2 separate regions of the Zea mays genome follow, and region 2 is linked to region 1. Evidence: chromatin contacts called from public Hi-C data. All regions are on one chromosome and are shown on one strand. Each heading gives the region's core, a stretch centred on a gene start, on an enhancer-like site or on the middle of the called end of the contact. The rest is flanking DNA. Distances are from core to core; before and after follow the strand shown. Region 1 holds the start of LOC100283151. Region 2 holds the start of LOC100502296.

Region 1 (7,734 bases), core at 2,563-5,062:
TGGAATGCGGAAAATTTTCTGGGTTTCTGTGTTTTTTTCTGCGAAAATGAACTGATTCCTATAAAATTACTATATAACTCTTCTAAAATTGCCGTGTTCCAGAGATGACATTTGTCTCCATAAACTACCGCTACAATAGTTTAAATAATTGATTTTAATTTAAAGCGAACAGCTTAGGATCGTGGCAGTTGCAGCCAGAGGCAGGGAAGACAAATGTGTGCGCATACCTGCACTGCATGCCAGTGGAGTGGACGCAATCTTTGTTGGAACAAGAACAACACAACGAACGACTAGTCTGGACTGTTCGGCGAGCGTGTTCTCCTGACAAACCCGTGTATGCTGAAACACTACGCTACGGAACCCACCAGGAAGAGATAAGAGGCCGAGCCGAGCACGAGCACATGTTTGGTTTCCTCCGAGTCTCTCTCACCTGGCCGAAACTGCCAAAACCGCCCTAGGCCCTAGCAAGTCCCCTCCCATTCCTACTCTCCCAAGTTGACTTGCTTCGGCAGGGCAGGGCAGGTCAGATGGCTTTTGTTATGGTTAGTGTTCAGAGTTTCAGACAACCTTTTGACTTTGCGGTGATCTACGCACTGTACGAGTTGAGTGCCGACAGACATAACATAACGCAGGTGGCTAAGGCTAGTCTACGCACGCTACGATCCTAGTAACACATGATAAATAAAATCAAAACCACGGCGCCGCTTTTGACTCTGCTTGTGTCGCACGCCGCCGCGCTGCGTAATTGAAGGCGCTTTCCGCTTCGTCAGTGTCTGGTTGTGCGGATTTGCTACACGAGATCTGCATCATCATTTGTCCCGTTTGACCTCTAAAACGTAGCTGCCAGTACTTCTCTGTGTTTTTGTACCCTGATGATGGGCGATGATACCTTTGCCTGGTCGCCAACGTCCGTCCAATCATGACTTGTGATCGTGCAGGTACCTACTAGTAATTCATATCCACCACGGGAAAAAAAGAAGGGTAAACGTAGTATCTGTCTTTGGCATGATATATCACTTAAGTCACAGATAGACCTGCTAATGGGTTGGATTGTAACGAGTTTATAGGTGGGTATTGATATGGTATTGTTTAGCGGGTAGGAATGGGTCTTAGAACTAAATTGGACGGGTTTTGCGCGAGTGGGTTGGAATGAGTTCCTAGGAACACCCCACCCCGCACTACACATGTAAGTGGGTCCAACTTTTAAGCATGGTCCATGTGTAAATCTTCTTATAATATTCCATATAGTCTAAATGATTGCCAAACTAAGTTCTTTCCAGCAAATCTTGATTCATTTCGTGAAAATTGTAAGACTTGAATGTCATATTTTAGTTTTAAGGTTGTGCTTTTTAAAGTGGCCCTTGGATCTAGCTACACAGTTACACACAAATTAGCATATTGCCATTCTTAATCATTTACAAAAAAAAACATCAATCAATTTTAAAATGATTTCAAATGAAAACGTTATCAACTACGAAGAAAAATAATTTTAGAGATCTATGACTTTTATTTCGACGTTTTTTCGTATGAGTTCATTCAAAAACCTCAAAAAATCGTTTCAAATCATTTCTACTGGCGGTAACTTTTTTTCTACCAGTGTTTGGTGATGCAACTGAAAGAGAGGTCAAATTCGAGAGTCGCTGATGCATTTTATCGTTCTTTGCTTCGTTCTAATTGGCGTGCGACGACTGCGGGTGGACATGGCCACCGGTGAATGGCAGTGTGGGTGAACCGATACGAATGAATCGATGAGGAGATGGACAGAGAAAAGGAGAACAGTTTATTTTTTATGCGCAACTGATGTCATGGCGTATAGTTTTATTAAAAACTTCTCTAATTGTATATTTGATGGATCGTTTACTCTATCAAATTAGCTCCATTGATAATGGGTCTGAAAGTGTTTGGCTGAGCCTGAGAAAGTAGAACTATGGTAAACAAGCTGTTAGCGTAAGGATCACGAGAGATCGCCATCAAGCGGCGAGCGACAACCTGTAAGACAATGGTAGCCCGGATAAACACGGAGATATTTCGGCACCCTAAACCCAACATGCCGCGTGCGAGTTGCTGTCGGGAACGTGACAGAATCGTGCGCATCCGATCCCCGCCCCGGGTACTAGAGCCTTTCGAGTCGGAGGCGTACAACTGTACCGGACCGGGGGCACCCTGACCGCTCCCGTTTCAAAGGCGGGCGTGTTGGGCACGTCGCGGGGGCTGCCACACGGGAACGCACGCGCGTGGCCGGAGAAAGCGACGCGACGCGACGCGACGGACGGACGGACACGACGAGCACGGTTCGGTTTGAATATTAGCAGGGGGCGTGCAAGTTGCAGCGGCAGGCCTGGCCGGCAGCGGTTGGGACCTGGCCACCTGGGAGCGCGAAGGTTCCCGTCGCCTACTAGCTAGCTCGGTCGGCCTGTGGATTCTTTCCGTGGGTGCCGGCCCCACTTGCGCTTGCCCGGCGATAATCACCAGCGCAAGCGACGGTTGAGTATTATCATAATCCATTCCACACGCGCGCGAGAGAGACGGGGCGGTGCGGTGCGGACTGCGGTGGCTGGTGCCGCTCCACCAAAAGGTGTTGCCGCGTAGTGGGGGTGGGGTTTATAGTACTACGCGGTTTTGTAGGCACGTTTTCGTGGTGGCCGTTTGGACCACTTTTTTGAATTCTTGGGCAATAGACTATTCCTAGCTTTGCTTGTTGGAGGACTATACCGATGCGATTTTGAGGCTGTGATTGGAGCTCCGTTTCGGATTTTCAGTTTTCTATCTTTTCTGGAAGTCGTCAATATTTCTCTCTCTCCTCTCTCATGGTCAAGCGTGGAGAAGTTGCTGCTGGCATCGAGTTTTGTATGAATTCAGCCACGATTTTTGCAGGGAAAATAGACATTCAGAACGAAGGAAAGACACGAATTGTACATCCTCCATCTTTCTATTATCGAATCAATTAACAGCCAAACTCTCTCGTAAGGGAGAGAGAAAAAAAACAAGAATACGTTTCTACAATCCTCCGTCTCCGATCTCCACACCAACCCCAATCCAGCAGACCCAAAGGAAGCCAGGAACCCAGCCAATCAAATCGCCCCCGGTCGATCCAGGTGGGTAGCAAGCGAGATCCAAATCACAGCGCGATGTTGAGGCGCTCGGCGTCCGTGCCGCCGAGCCCGAGCCACGAGGAGGCCGGCTTCGCCTTCTCCGCCTCCTCGGATGGGGACGGGCGGGCGTAGGGGGCGCGCTCCACGAGGCGGTCCTTGCGCTTGGCCAGGAACCGCTGCAGCGACGCCTTCCGGGCGATGGGCAGGTCGTCGCGCGGCGCCGGCGCCGGGGCCGGGGCCGCCGGGCGCTCGGCGCCAGCTGCGAGGCGCATGACCTCGGCCGCCTTCTCCGCCGGGAAGTCGTCGAACACGACCACCCTGCCGCCGTAGAAGATGGTGAGCGGCGCCGCCGTGGAGGCGGACCCGGCCGTCTCCTGCCCCCTCGCGGCGGCCTGCTCCTGCTCGGCGCCGACGTCCGCGCCGGGCATGAGGCTCAGCGTCGTGGCCGGGGCGCGCGGGGCAGGGGCCCCGGCGGCCGCCATCTGCTGCTCGGCCTTCACGTACTGGCTCAGCACCCCGCAGGCCAGCGCGAACCTCCGGCTCTTGCCCTCCGCTGCCGCCGCCATGGCCATGTCAATCGATGGATCCAGACGACTGCTGGCTTCTCTTCTTGCGTCGCCGCGGGTCGTTTGCTGCCTTGGCTTGTGTTGCTCTTTGCTCTTGCTTGGTGCTGTGGGAATGGATGGGGGCGTCGCGGGGAGCCTTGTCTTTTATAGCGGGATGGGGGCGGGGCAAGGGCAATGGGCAACCTGGGCAAGGCAATTGATTTGATGGAGCGGAGAGGGCGGCATCGGTTTTTTTTTTTCCCACCGGCGGGTGGGGGAGACGTGAGACGCGGTGGTGGCGTGGTGCTGGGCACGAAAAACACGTGATTCTTGTGGGCGACGGCGACGGAAGAGAGCAGGTTGGGTGGGTGGGGTCAGCGGGTGAAAACGGAAACGGTATTTTTTGGACATCAGGTATTGTTTTAAAAAAATTTATGAAAAATAGCTTTAAATAGGAATTTAGGTTTAAATTGAATCGGTAAGAAAAATCGGAATCGAAAATAGTTTGAATTTCTTTTGACTATTTTTGAAAATTACTGTTTTTATTCGTAATTTTACCGTCTTTAATAAATTTGGTATTTTCAAAAAAAATATATTAAATCTAAACTTATCTTTATAAATTCATAATAATTTTATCTTAGCTCAGAAAAATATAAAAATAATTTTATTATTTTCTAAAATCAAGATCTATCTTTGATAATGCTATGATAATGTGGAAGGCATATCACAGATTTGCGATAATTTATATGTCATTTTTGGATTTAGTTCTTCTTACTTTGAATGTATGTTATTTTCTCCATTCTTTTTTATTTATCGTGTTTTAGTTTAAAAATAAACTAGCGACTGACAAATATTCGAGAACGAGTGTAGTACTATGCTAAAGTACCAGCCTACTACCAGTTATAATGGCACGGTATATCGAGGATCAGATTCAAAATATAAGGAGAGTGAACTGTGTTGGTTTATTATCCTGTGTTCTCTTCCTAGTATTCTTCTATGGAATCAATGGAACTATTCAATTTTCAAACTCCATAACTTATCATAATTAGTCACTTTTTATCATTGTTCATGACTAGAGTCGACCTAAAAACCTTGAGAACGAGTGAGCGTATTACTAATGTTGTTGGTATGCGGGAACGTTTGACTATTTCTCCTACACATTTCGATTGTTGCCTATTTTACGCACCTAATCATAATTCTCTACCTGCATATTATCTAGGTTAAGTAAGTGTTTGGATGCACTGGAGCTAATATTTAGTGTCTAAAATTAGTTGAGACATCCAAACACCTTAACTAATACTTCAGATATTAGTTATTTTTTATAAATTAGTTAATAGTTAGATAGCTATTTGTTATCTAGCTAATTTTACTACTAATTTTTAAACAACTAACTATTAACTTTAGTGCATTCAAACACCTCCTAAATCTCTAATCTCTAATATACTTAAAGCACCTATTTCAACGGTCGTCCTGCGTCATCTTTTTACAAAAAAATCCATACATTACATTTCCTTCAAATCAACTCAACGTGAAATATTAAAAAGCGGTGCAGGACGTGGGAATTGAACCTACACCATGATGGAAGGAGGGTAGAAGACACTAGGCAAAACTATCTAACCAGTAGAACATCATGCTCAAATGCTTATAATATTGAATATAAATTGTACATATGTATACATGATTTTTTTGTGAAATAAAAAATAATCGTGCCGGGCCGAACCAGCACTATGGCCCGAGGCTATGGCCCAAGCACCGCATGGCGCTCGTGCCAGGTTTGCCCAGGCACTATTAAAAGGGTCGTGTCTCAAGTCGGCTCGCCAGACACGACCCATTTAACCATCCATATCTCTGTACGATAATGATGGTCCTCGCCTTAGTTGCCACCACCTTGTTCGCCATTCTATTTCTTTTCTCTCTCCTCTCATGCCTTCACCTCCGTGCCACCTCATTCTTGACAGAGGGCGTAGGAGCAAGCGCCTCCTCCCCGTATTCGTCAGACACCAGCCCCGACACCGACTCGCGCAGTGGCTATTGTACATCCATGAGGACATTTCACATCATGCGCGCAACATCGTTTTTGTCGTCGTCGGACGTCCTGTTCGTCTTCCCTGCCTTCGTCCGGTTCTTCCACCCCAACCTGCTACCTCGCCCACGGTTTGAGTCGCGAGCCGACCGATGCACACACGAAATACGTGCAGGATCATCATTAGAACCATCATACTTGCTGACCATCGATGAACCGATCGGATTAACCAACCAAAGTTGGCCTCCGTCATTATATATTGTCGTCGACGCGGGTACAGGGCGAGTCGGTCATGCTCCTGGCCTTTCTCCGTGTGTGCCGTCGAGGAGGACATGGTGGCGCCTGCCACGCTTAGGTTATCTTAGCGATGAGTCCAAGTCTGAGATATTGGACAATTAAGGCATGTAGCGTGACAGCAGTCGGCATATGCTACAGAGATAGTGGTGGTGTTGTGTCGCTTCGGCGGGTCCAAGGCTGGGAAGACGCGCGCATTCTCTCGCCCTTCTCGGACTGACGCCTGGTGCGGGTGTCTCTTGGTTTGGAGCTGCTCCGGCTGAGCTTCTTTATCCGCTTGCGTGCTCTCTCCCTATATATCTAGCGATATACTATATATTTCGCCTACAGATGTCCAGGTCTTCGTCGTGTCCTTCTTCGGCAAAGAACATGTATGTCCGCTTCTTCTCTTCCCCTTATGCTATACGAAACCTTAGAAGTAAGGAAGATGAGGGATGTGGGTCTTTGATTTGCTGCCTATGATACTCGTGCGTTCATAAAAAAATATTATACGAAGAATGAAAACAACTAATAAAAAATCTTGAGATCTTTTTTTTAGATAATTTATGTGGGTATTATCGTGAGCCGTCGTAACGTACTGGTAACCGATTATTATGATAGATACGTTAGTCCATAACCAATAACCCGAGAATTGATGTCCAGGGATCGGAGGCTGCACCGTCGACGACCAAGGCCATGTTTGGCAATGCGTTCGCAACATGATCCATTCGACGTGTCTTGATCGAGTCATGTTCTGCAGCTCCTTCCGCTCTCGATCGGCCCAGCAGAGGATGAACATCATCTTAATACGACAGAGTTGAACATGCACAACCCAGCATGTATTCTTTCCGGTAGCCAGCCCACTGCCCACATCCAGAAGACAAGATGGTCCAGAACCACCCTCGCCGTCCTACTAGTGCTGCTCCATCCATGGAACCAGAACCATGTTTCCTTCCTCAATAAAAAACAACACGAAAACAAGCGCTCAATACGCTAGCTGCATGCCCGTTAGGTCGACCCCGTTTGTTTCAGGTTTTTTTTGATCTTCTGACGTTAAAAGCTGTTGTGGACTATCAAATTCTTAACTTTTCAGCTTGTTTATATAAAAGTCGTTTCGGTAAAAACCATCCAAATATCAACATGAATATATAATTGATAAAGTCGATAGCAGAAATCGTTTTCTAGATCCAGAACTCCATGTACAAGTTTATCGTACTCCGTATGTTCTTCAACTAGATTCTATTCATAGTCCGATTCTTATCAAAGAAGTTGAAAAGAAAAAAATCTAAACCAAACAGCCGACGCAACAAGATCACATATTCACATCAACAACAAAAAACTGAAAAGGGGACCCGTACGAGCTCCACCCACATGTGTGGACTGTGGGGGACCTGCGGCAACTGCGTGCACGCCTTTCCCCTGTGGCCTTCTGATGGTTCACGAGAAAGATATCGGGGGCGTCACGCCCATACCGCACAGGCCTTTATTCCCGCTCTCGTTCGCTGCCCGATTTTCTGGTCCGCGTATTATGTCTACCTACGCGCATCGTATCGTATCATATAATCCGGCTAATTGCGGTTGAGGCGGCGGAACGATGATTCCGATTAGTCCGCCCGTGCCCAAACCTGTACTGCTGCCGGCCTGCCATCTTTGAAACGAGACTCCTGTGGTGTGTGTGTGTGTGGTGGTGCCGGACTGCCGGTGTCAGTCGAGATGCGTCATGTGCGCAAACACGTTTCGCGGAGACGGGGAGCAGGACAGCGACGTGCCGTGCCGCACCGCGCCGCACCGCCCACCTGCC
Region 2 (7,734 bases), core at 3,506-6,005, 680 kb before region 1:
ATGATCAAATATATTTGAATACTTATGGTATATAAATAAATTATTATTGAATAGATCGTTGAATATATTTTTATTATAAATTTATTTAGATGTTCAAATATTACTTTTCTGTCTAAATTTAGTCGGAGCTAAAACAAATTAAGCATCATGTTTTCTATAGCGATATTTTGTACGGGTCAGTCGGACAGGGGGAATACTCATACTAGTTTTTAATCAGAGTTTGTACAGGATAAGAATTGGTTGGATCAAACGAGACCAGCAGGGGAGGTAGATGAGCCTACCCTGTAGCGACGATGACGATGCAGTGAAAGAATTCAGGAAATAAGACGGCGACTTATTTCCTTTTTGGTTCATTTCAGACGTTATTTTTTGTTTTTTATTCTCTAACTCGGGTGTCAGCATGATTTTAGGTGTTTCGTAGAGTTCAATCTCTTGATTTCTAGCTTCAGCTTCTTAATTCATTAACAAATAAAGTGATTCTAGTTGATTCTTATAAGCGACCGGGATGGAAAACGGATGGAAAACGATGGTGGGGGTTGAGACGAGGGAGATCGGTGAGGAGGTGCCCCGATGACAGCACAACACGGTGGCGATGATGAGGTGCGGCGGCTGTGTGGTGTTGTGTGCGACGCGGGGGCAAGGAGAAGGAGATGCGAGCATGGTATGTGGGTGCATGAGTGCAACTGACATATTTATTTCGCAATTTTTTGTTGATCCTATTAGGCTGTTGATCATGTATCCTATTCACTATCTTATCTTCTATTTTAAACTTATCTCTATAAATAATATTAAATGATATTATCTAAAGTTCAGTCGTGTCCCCTATTTTACACACTCTACTATAGACAGTCTTAGAGCATCTAAGAGAATGCTGCTAAAAACCCCGAATAAATCGTTTTAGGAGAAAAGCCGGTTCCACCCACATCCAACAGCTCGTGCAAAGTTCTTCCATTTTTTCGCGTCACGCATCGAGGGTGACTGCTCCCGTAAATTTGAGTGAGGTAAAGTCTTTCCCAATCCTCTCGCATGAGCGCATAGCACCTATTTCCCGCGCCCACTTTTGACCTCGTGTATATCACCTGTTTCTCGTTGGCGCGCATAGCACATGCAAGATGGAGCAGATCAGCTAGCAGAGACGCCAGTTGCACATGAAACATAGATGCCAACCAGTTGCAGACTTGCAGTACACCAGCGCACGTCCATGGCTTGCATTTGCATGCCAGCGATCTACAGCAGCGGCTTGCAATAGCTATGACGTGATCTAGAGTACCGATCTACAGTAGCGATGAGCTGATGATGCAAACGATGTGGTCCAAATAGTCAAGTCATGGCCTGTGAGATATGTTTCAAAAAAAATTAGGGACCACTTATTAGCAGACTGATGTGGGTTTATATTTTTTTAGCAACATTTTTTTTCCCTAACGGCCCCAATAACAAGTTTTGGGAAACATTTTTTTAGTGATCTCTTGGAGTTGCTTAGTAACCAATAAAAATTAGGCTAACTTCTATCGGTTACTAGCCGAAACGACAAAAAGATAGGCTAATTTTCGTCTTATGGTTTTCCTGTTCGGCCATGCAGGATCGGAGACCACACCTAGAGTGTAAATGATATATATTATGTGTTCGTATTTGAATTCGATCCGTCTAAAAAGGCTATGATCCGATCCATATCCAAATTCGGATACTCAATATCCGATTCGTATCTAGTATTTATCCATATCCGTATTCTGAAAGTTGAATATTTAAGATGTTAATACATGATCAAATCTTATTCGACACAACTGATAATATTTATATCCAATCTAAAAAGAAAATATGAAAATAAATATGAAAGAGTTACATTTGTCCAAATCTGATTCCATTACACCCTTAACCACACCGATACCGCTGAGGTCCAGCCCAGCCCCGTCTAGACCACACGGCTACCGGCATATGGTGCACCACACCACTGTGGTACAGAAGTGACGCATAGGATTCATGAAGAGAAGAAAAGAAGAGAGAGAGAGAGAATGATAATATAAACTTTGCCAGCTGCAACTGCAAGTATGAGCCCCAAACGATAGGGACGGTTTATTTTACTATTAACAATTGATATTGTTTTGTAGGCAGCCCTAGAGGAAGGGGCACTGAACTTGGCTTTCCTTGCTCCCAACGAGCTGCTCAAATTGCAAATTATCAATCCTGCCCATCACCAAGCTAAAAAAAAGGTGTCGACATCCGGGTTCCATCCCACTGTCTACACGCACAGCAACTCTACGATCCCCTATTATAAATATGAACAATTCTAAGACATTGCCATCTTCTTCGCCTCTATCATAAGGGCTCCAGGGCACGCCTGGTTGGCTGTGTCTGTGCAATACATGTCTGTCTAGCAGTGTATTCCACACACGGAAAATACTTATCCATGCTCCAGTTTTTAATTATGATGTACGAAAAAAAATAAACTTATCCTGTTTTTGTCATGCATGATGTGTGCCTAATGAAGCAGGATTCTGAAATTGATGAAGTCAGCTTATACATCTCAATACAAGACATGCACCGATGCACGTCACAGTAGTAATCTGGATAATTTTCATAGGCCGGATGAAATCAATGATATATAGATGAAATATGTGGCCGCATTAAATATATTACTATCAATAGGGATGAAAACGGCTACTTGTTCGGATATTTTTTTGGCTTTTTTCTTTGGTGGATAATTTTCATAGGCCGATGAAATCAATGATATATAGATGAAATATGTGGCCGCATTAAATATATTACTATCAATAGGGATGAAAACGGCTACTTGTTCGGATATTTTTTTGGCTTTTTTCTTTGGTTGCGAATAAATAGGATATAAAATTCAATGTACAAATTTATATTATTGTTTTTAGCATTAAGCTCGTAAATATTGATAAAAGGTAAACCTCATATTAATCATATATCTTCTCAAATGATAGATATAAAATTCAGATATAGATACAAATATAGATTCATATTTTTTACTTTTTTGTTGTAGGGAGCAAATAATGCATAAAACAATTTATACAAAATTTTATTCTTATTTGTAATAACGTGCTTGATAAAATAAGAAAAAAAATCAATATCAAATTTCATACATATCTATTTTAAAATATTGAATTTATCTAACAATTCAGTTATCCACTTTCATCCCTAACTATCAATATAACATCACATAGGTTGTCCATATCACATACCCAATCATATAAATCATCCATATCATATATGTTGGTCCTTGTTCTCGAATGTTATACATCAAAAACAAAGCAACACAATTGTTAACGATTAAAGACCTTCGTCTTTCGACGCATTATCTTCTTTCGGATATAATAATCTTCAGACGAAGGTCATGAATGATATACCTTCATCATCTCAGTAAACAAATATGAACGAAAGTACATAAAATACAAAAGAATATAAATAATGATGATATATCAGTAAATTATTTATATTCTCATTTCATAGACATGAATGATTATCCATAATATTTATATTACATTGATACATTTGACTTGCTAGAAGGAGAAAATGCGAGAGTGATGTCAGAGTGATTACAATCCAGCGTGAACAGTACTAACAGTGAGAATGATAATGAGCAGTACTAACAGAAGAAGAAACTGCTTTAGTCCATAGTCCCTCAAGGGTAACTAAAAGAGATACTAATATCATCTTGTGTCTCTCATTTATTTTAGTTGTACTAACAGTGAGAATGACAATGAACATTTTGGTCTTCTTATAAGTTATTTAATTCATTTTAAATATTTTTAATCTCTGAAATCAAACAGGATAAGAACTAAATTTTGGCATGTAGCATGTTTCCACACTTGGTGCAACTGTGCAAAGCATCAGCAAATCAGCCCAGGATTGATACTTGGTACCGGTAAAGGCGAAAGACGGTATCGCATCGCATCCAGTTGATGATAAATATGTTTGTACCAAGTAGCAACATTTAAGTAGCATGGTCCATCCAATGGCACGAACTAACTTAACATCCACTTGGGCTTAGACGATACACCAACAGCTATATATCATCAACATCAGTTTTTTTTTTTTTTTTGAAATTACCAGTGCCCTACTACTAAATTCCGTAAAATTATGCACGCTACATCCGTTTGATAAACTCGTGCAAAATTTCCGTTTCTTCTAGATTTCGGCCATCCGCTGGGTCACACTGTCCAGATCATCCCAACTTCACTGCACATCTATCCGCCACCTCACTCGGGTGTTGGAACACTCGGATTCTTTTTTTTTTCCCTCTGCCTGAAGAATCTCGCTGAAGCTTCTCGACCGATCTGCAGTGAGCGGTGCACGGCGATGGCGACGAACGTGCATTTGCAAACACGTACACGTACTATTTTGTTCGTTATTACAAGAGCGATGAGCTGTACCGTGTCAAATGTCAATGAAGGCCGCGCGGCGCCGGCAAGGTCGACAAGCGGACTTCCCGGCGTTGCCGTGTTTGTTCTTGATCGGAATGAACGGGTGCCCTTACATACTTGCCTGTCGGCTGGTGGTAGTGCAAAGCCCATCAGTTTGGGAGCCACGGGAGCGCCCTTGTGACTAGACTACTCGTCAAGTGAGTGACCTCTCCATCTGCTGCTGACTTGTGCCTCACCGTCGCAATCGCGGACTTTTTCTAGTCTATCCTTCTCCAATCTCCCCGGCCGCCTTGGCCTCTCGCCTACTCCAAGCGCCTCAATGGACTCCTATATAGTCGCCACCTCGGCACTGCCCACGATCACAGCCCAGCACGACACTACTCACCGCCAACTCCAATCCAAGTAAATTAAGCACGTACACGCTACTAGACAGCTGACCTTCCGACGAGCGAGTAGCGAGCTAGCATTTAGCAACATGTGCGGCGGTGCGATCCTCGCCGAGCTCATACCCAGCGCGCCGGCGCGGCGCGGCGTCACGCCAGGCCACGGTAGCGGCGGCAAGGGTCGGACTGCGGCCAACGACGACGACGACTTCGAGGCCGCGTTCCGTGACTTCGACGAGGACTCCGAGGAAGAGCCGGTGGGCGCGATTACGAAGAAGGCGTTCGGGTTCGCCGGGACCCGGCGCAGGCGGCCCAGCAGCCCGTACTACGGCGTGCGGCGCCGGCCGTGGGGCAAGTGGGCGGCCGAGGTGCGCGACCCCGTCCGGGGCGTCCGCGTCTGGCTCGGCACCTTCGCCACCGCCGAGGCCGCGGCGCGCGCCTACGACCACGCCGCGCGCGACCTCCGCGGCGCCACCGCCAGGCTCAACTTCCCGTCCAACTCCAAGCGCCGCTCCGCCGTTGCCAAGGCGGCGCCGCGCGTGGACGAGGACGAGGACGAGGACGAGAACGGAGGAGGCGGCGCCCTGCCCGACAGGTCGTGCCAGGGCATGTCCGCGGTCGGCTTGTGCGTCGAACTCGGCGGCGCCTCGAAGCGCGCCCGGACAGAGCCCCAGGAAGAAGCCCAGGGAAGGGAGAAGAAGGTGGCGCCTGCGCTGGCGCCGTCCGACGATTCCGCCGATACGCTGCTGATGGACGCTTTCATGTTCGGCGACCCGTTCAGCTTCTTCGACGGCGGCTTGTGCTACGAGCCTGCCGTGACGATGGACTGCCAGTTGTTGGGCGGCGACGCCGTGTTTTGCGACGACAGCGTGGGACTCTGGAGCTTCGACGACAGTGTTTGCTTCTAGGCCGGCCGGTTTTCCTTCTTCCAATCCTTGCTGCCGAGTTGCCCCTGTAAAAAAAAAGGATGTAGTGGAACCCTAATAAGCAAACCGTTTTTTACAGCCGATATTTCCTATAATTTCTTTTCTGTCCGAACGTGGGACCTCTTCTTCCTCGTGTGTCCGAACGTACTACAACGGATTCCTCGGCTCGGGTACATCGTACGCACGTGAACGAACGGTGATGTTGGTACGGTACGACGCGCAGGTCCATCTTACGAGATTTGCATATTTGCAAAAATATGCATTCCTACAAATTTCATTGAGCAGCCATTTCACTTTTCCCACCTCGTTGCATTGCAGCACCAGTTACCAATTGCCTATCCAGAAGCAGAGCAGCGCACCAGGGCAATATACCAATACCAGGAACAAAAATAGATGATGGCGGCGGCGGCGGTTTAGGTGAAGTATTATTGATCGTACGCAGTATGAGTACGGGGAGGCATGTTACTCTAGAAAAAATACAGGCTAGTTTTATCTACTGTTCACTAATCACACGGAGACAAATAACTAACAACATTAAGCTAAACCGCTAAAGCCACATGCATTGCATGGACGACGTTCCAAACCGCGGCGACGACGCTATGCAAGTTTCTAGCCGCCAAATAAAAAATACTCCATCCGTTTCTTTTTAGTTGTCGTTGGATAGTTCAATTTTACACTATCCAGCGACAACTAAAACGAAACGGAAGGAGTATGTGGCGGCAACTCTGGTAGATGGTGGTATTGGTATGACTCATCTAGATATAACTAGGTGGATGCCCGTGCGTTGCAACGGAAACACATAATAATCTAACGTAGTCTGAAACAGATATAGAGCTGGAAAGATGGGTCCAGGAAATGAGGCGAACACAGATCCGAATTTCCCAGGATAGTGAAAATGACCCATGATTATTATAGAAAAACATAAGTATTCACATTCTAAGATATAAAATAGCATAAGAGTGGAACGAGGGCGTCCATACTGTCCGTTTCGTGGGCCTCGCTCTTGCCGCTCAAGCACGAAAGAAGTCCCAGCGTCGCGTTCTGGTCCTCGACACCATCCGCGATATGACCTCTCTATAATATATTTTGGCTTCTGTCATGATCGGTGCTTCGTTTTATCTTTAGTTTTCTGTAGTAGCTGATTATAATGTAATATTATTTATAAATTTATCATACTTAAGTATCCATGATACTTATTTGGTATCATAATTAGTATTATTTTATTATATAAATTTAATCATACTTAAAACTACTTTGATCTCTCTAAAAAATATAATTATTTAAACCGTTTTGGAACATAGAATTTGGGACGGAGTATATCACTGCACGCTAGTTTATCTGTACAAGGCAATCTGCAATTGTACAGCACTGTACAGACTTTTATTATACAAACAGAGTAAAGAGTGCAATACAACATCCGTCATCACACGCACGGGTTAAGCTCGGACGCTCGGCGGCGCCATGTCTGCAGCACAAGGACTGGACACCATGACTGAGCAGCTGCTGAGCTGCATGCAGGAGCGATCAGTAGGTGTCATCGGTGTCTGCCTCTTCCTCGTCGCTCTCCAGCTCTGCCATCTCAGCCAGCAGCGATCAGTAGGTGTCATCGGTGTCAGCGATCAGTAGATGTCATCGGTGTCTATAATCAGTTGCTGAACACATAGAAATAATCGCGCAGTGAAAAGATTTCACTGTTAAAAACCTCACACTATATATCAAATTCAGCAGTGTTCTGCTGCAGACTGGTATACCGTTATCTCGGCCACCACGATCGCGACAGTCGTTGCCATCACGATCGCCACTGGTATACCGTTACTCGCCATTTTTTTTTGCAATGCAATCTTCAGTAATTAACTTTTATGCCTGTAGTTAGAACTTCTGCCGCCGCCGCTGCTGCTTGCGAGTTGCCATCTTCAGTCCTCGAAATGCCTTTCCAAGTCTCAAATCCGCCTCTACCAGTTACTGTCATTATCGATACTACTGTCTCTTTCAACTGTGCTTCGTATGCGTTTCAGGTTGGGTTGCATTCTTCTGGTTTGTTTG

Evidence for each region. A called contact is a pair of places that touch in the nucleus more often than the background predicts.
Region 2: a contact with region 1 is called in a Hi-C map of leaf mesophyll, with 2.6 times the contacts expected there. The contact joins the promoter of LOC100502296 here to the promoter of LOC100283151 in region 1. A contact is called at or near these places in 1 of 25 Hi-C or Micro-C datasets (leaf mesophyll) and 1 of 3 datasets of contacts at active chromatin or transcription factors (seedling).

The regions. Positions count from the first base shown.
Region 1 is chr1:17,047,318-17,055,051 of Zm-B73-REFERENCE-NAM-5.0, reverse strand. It overlaps LOC100283151, which reads right to left and starts at 3,812. Exons shown (of 1, transcript NM_001156053.3): 1 at 2,874-3,812. The coding sequence starts at 3,664. The coding sequence ends at 3,119.
Region 2 is chr1:17,726,192-17,733,925 of Zm-B73-REFERENCE-NAM-5.0, reverse strand. It overlaps LOC100502296, which reads left to right and starts at 4,755. Exons shown (of 1, transcript NM_001196774.1): 1 at 4,755-5,766. The coding sequence starts at 4,858. The coding sequence ends at 5,673. LOC103631807 (wings apart-like protein 1) reads right to left here. Exons shown (of 4, transcript XM_008653442.2): 4 at 6,965-7,734.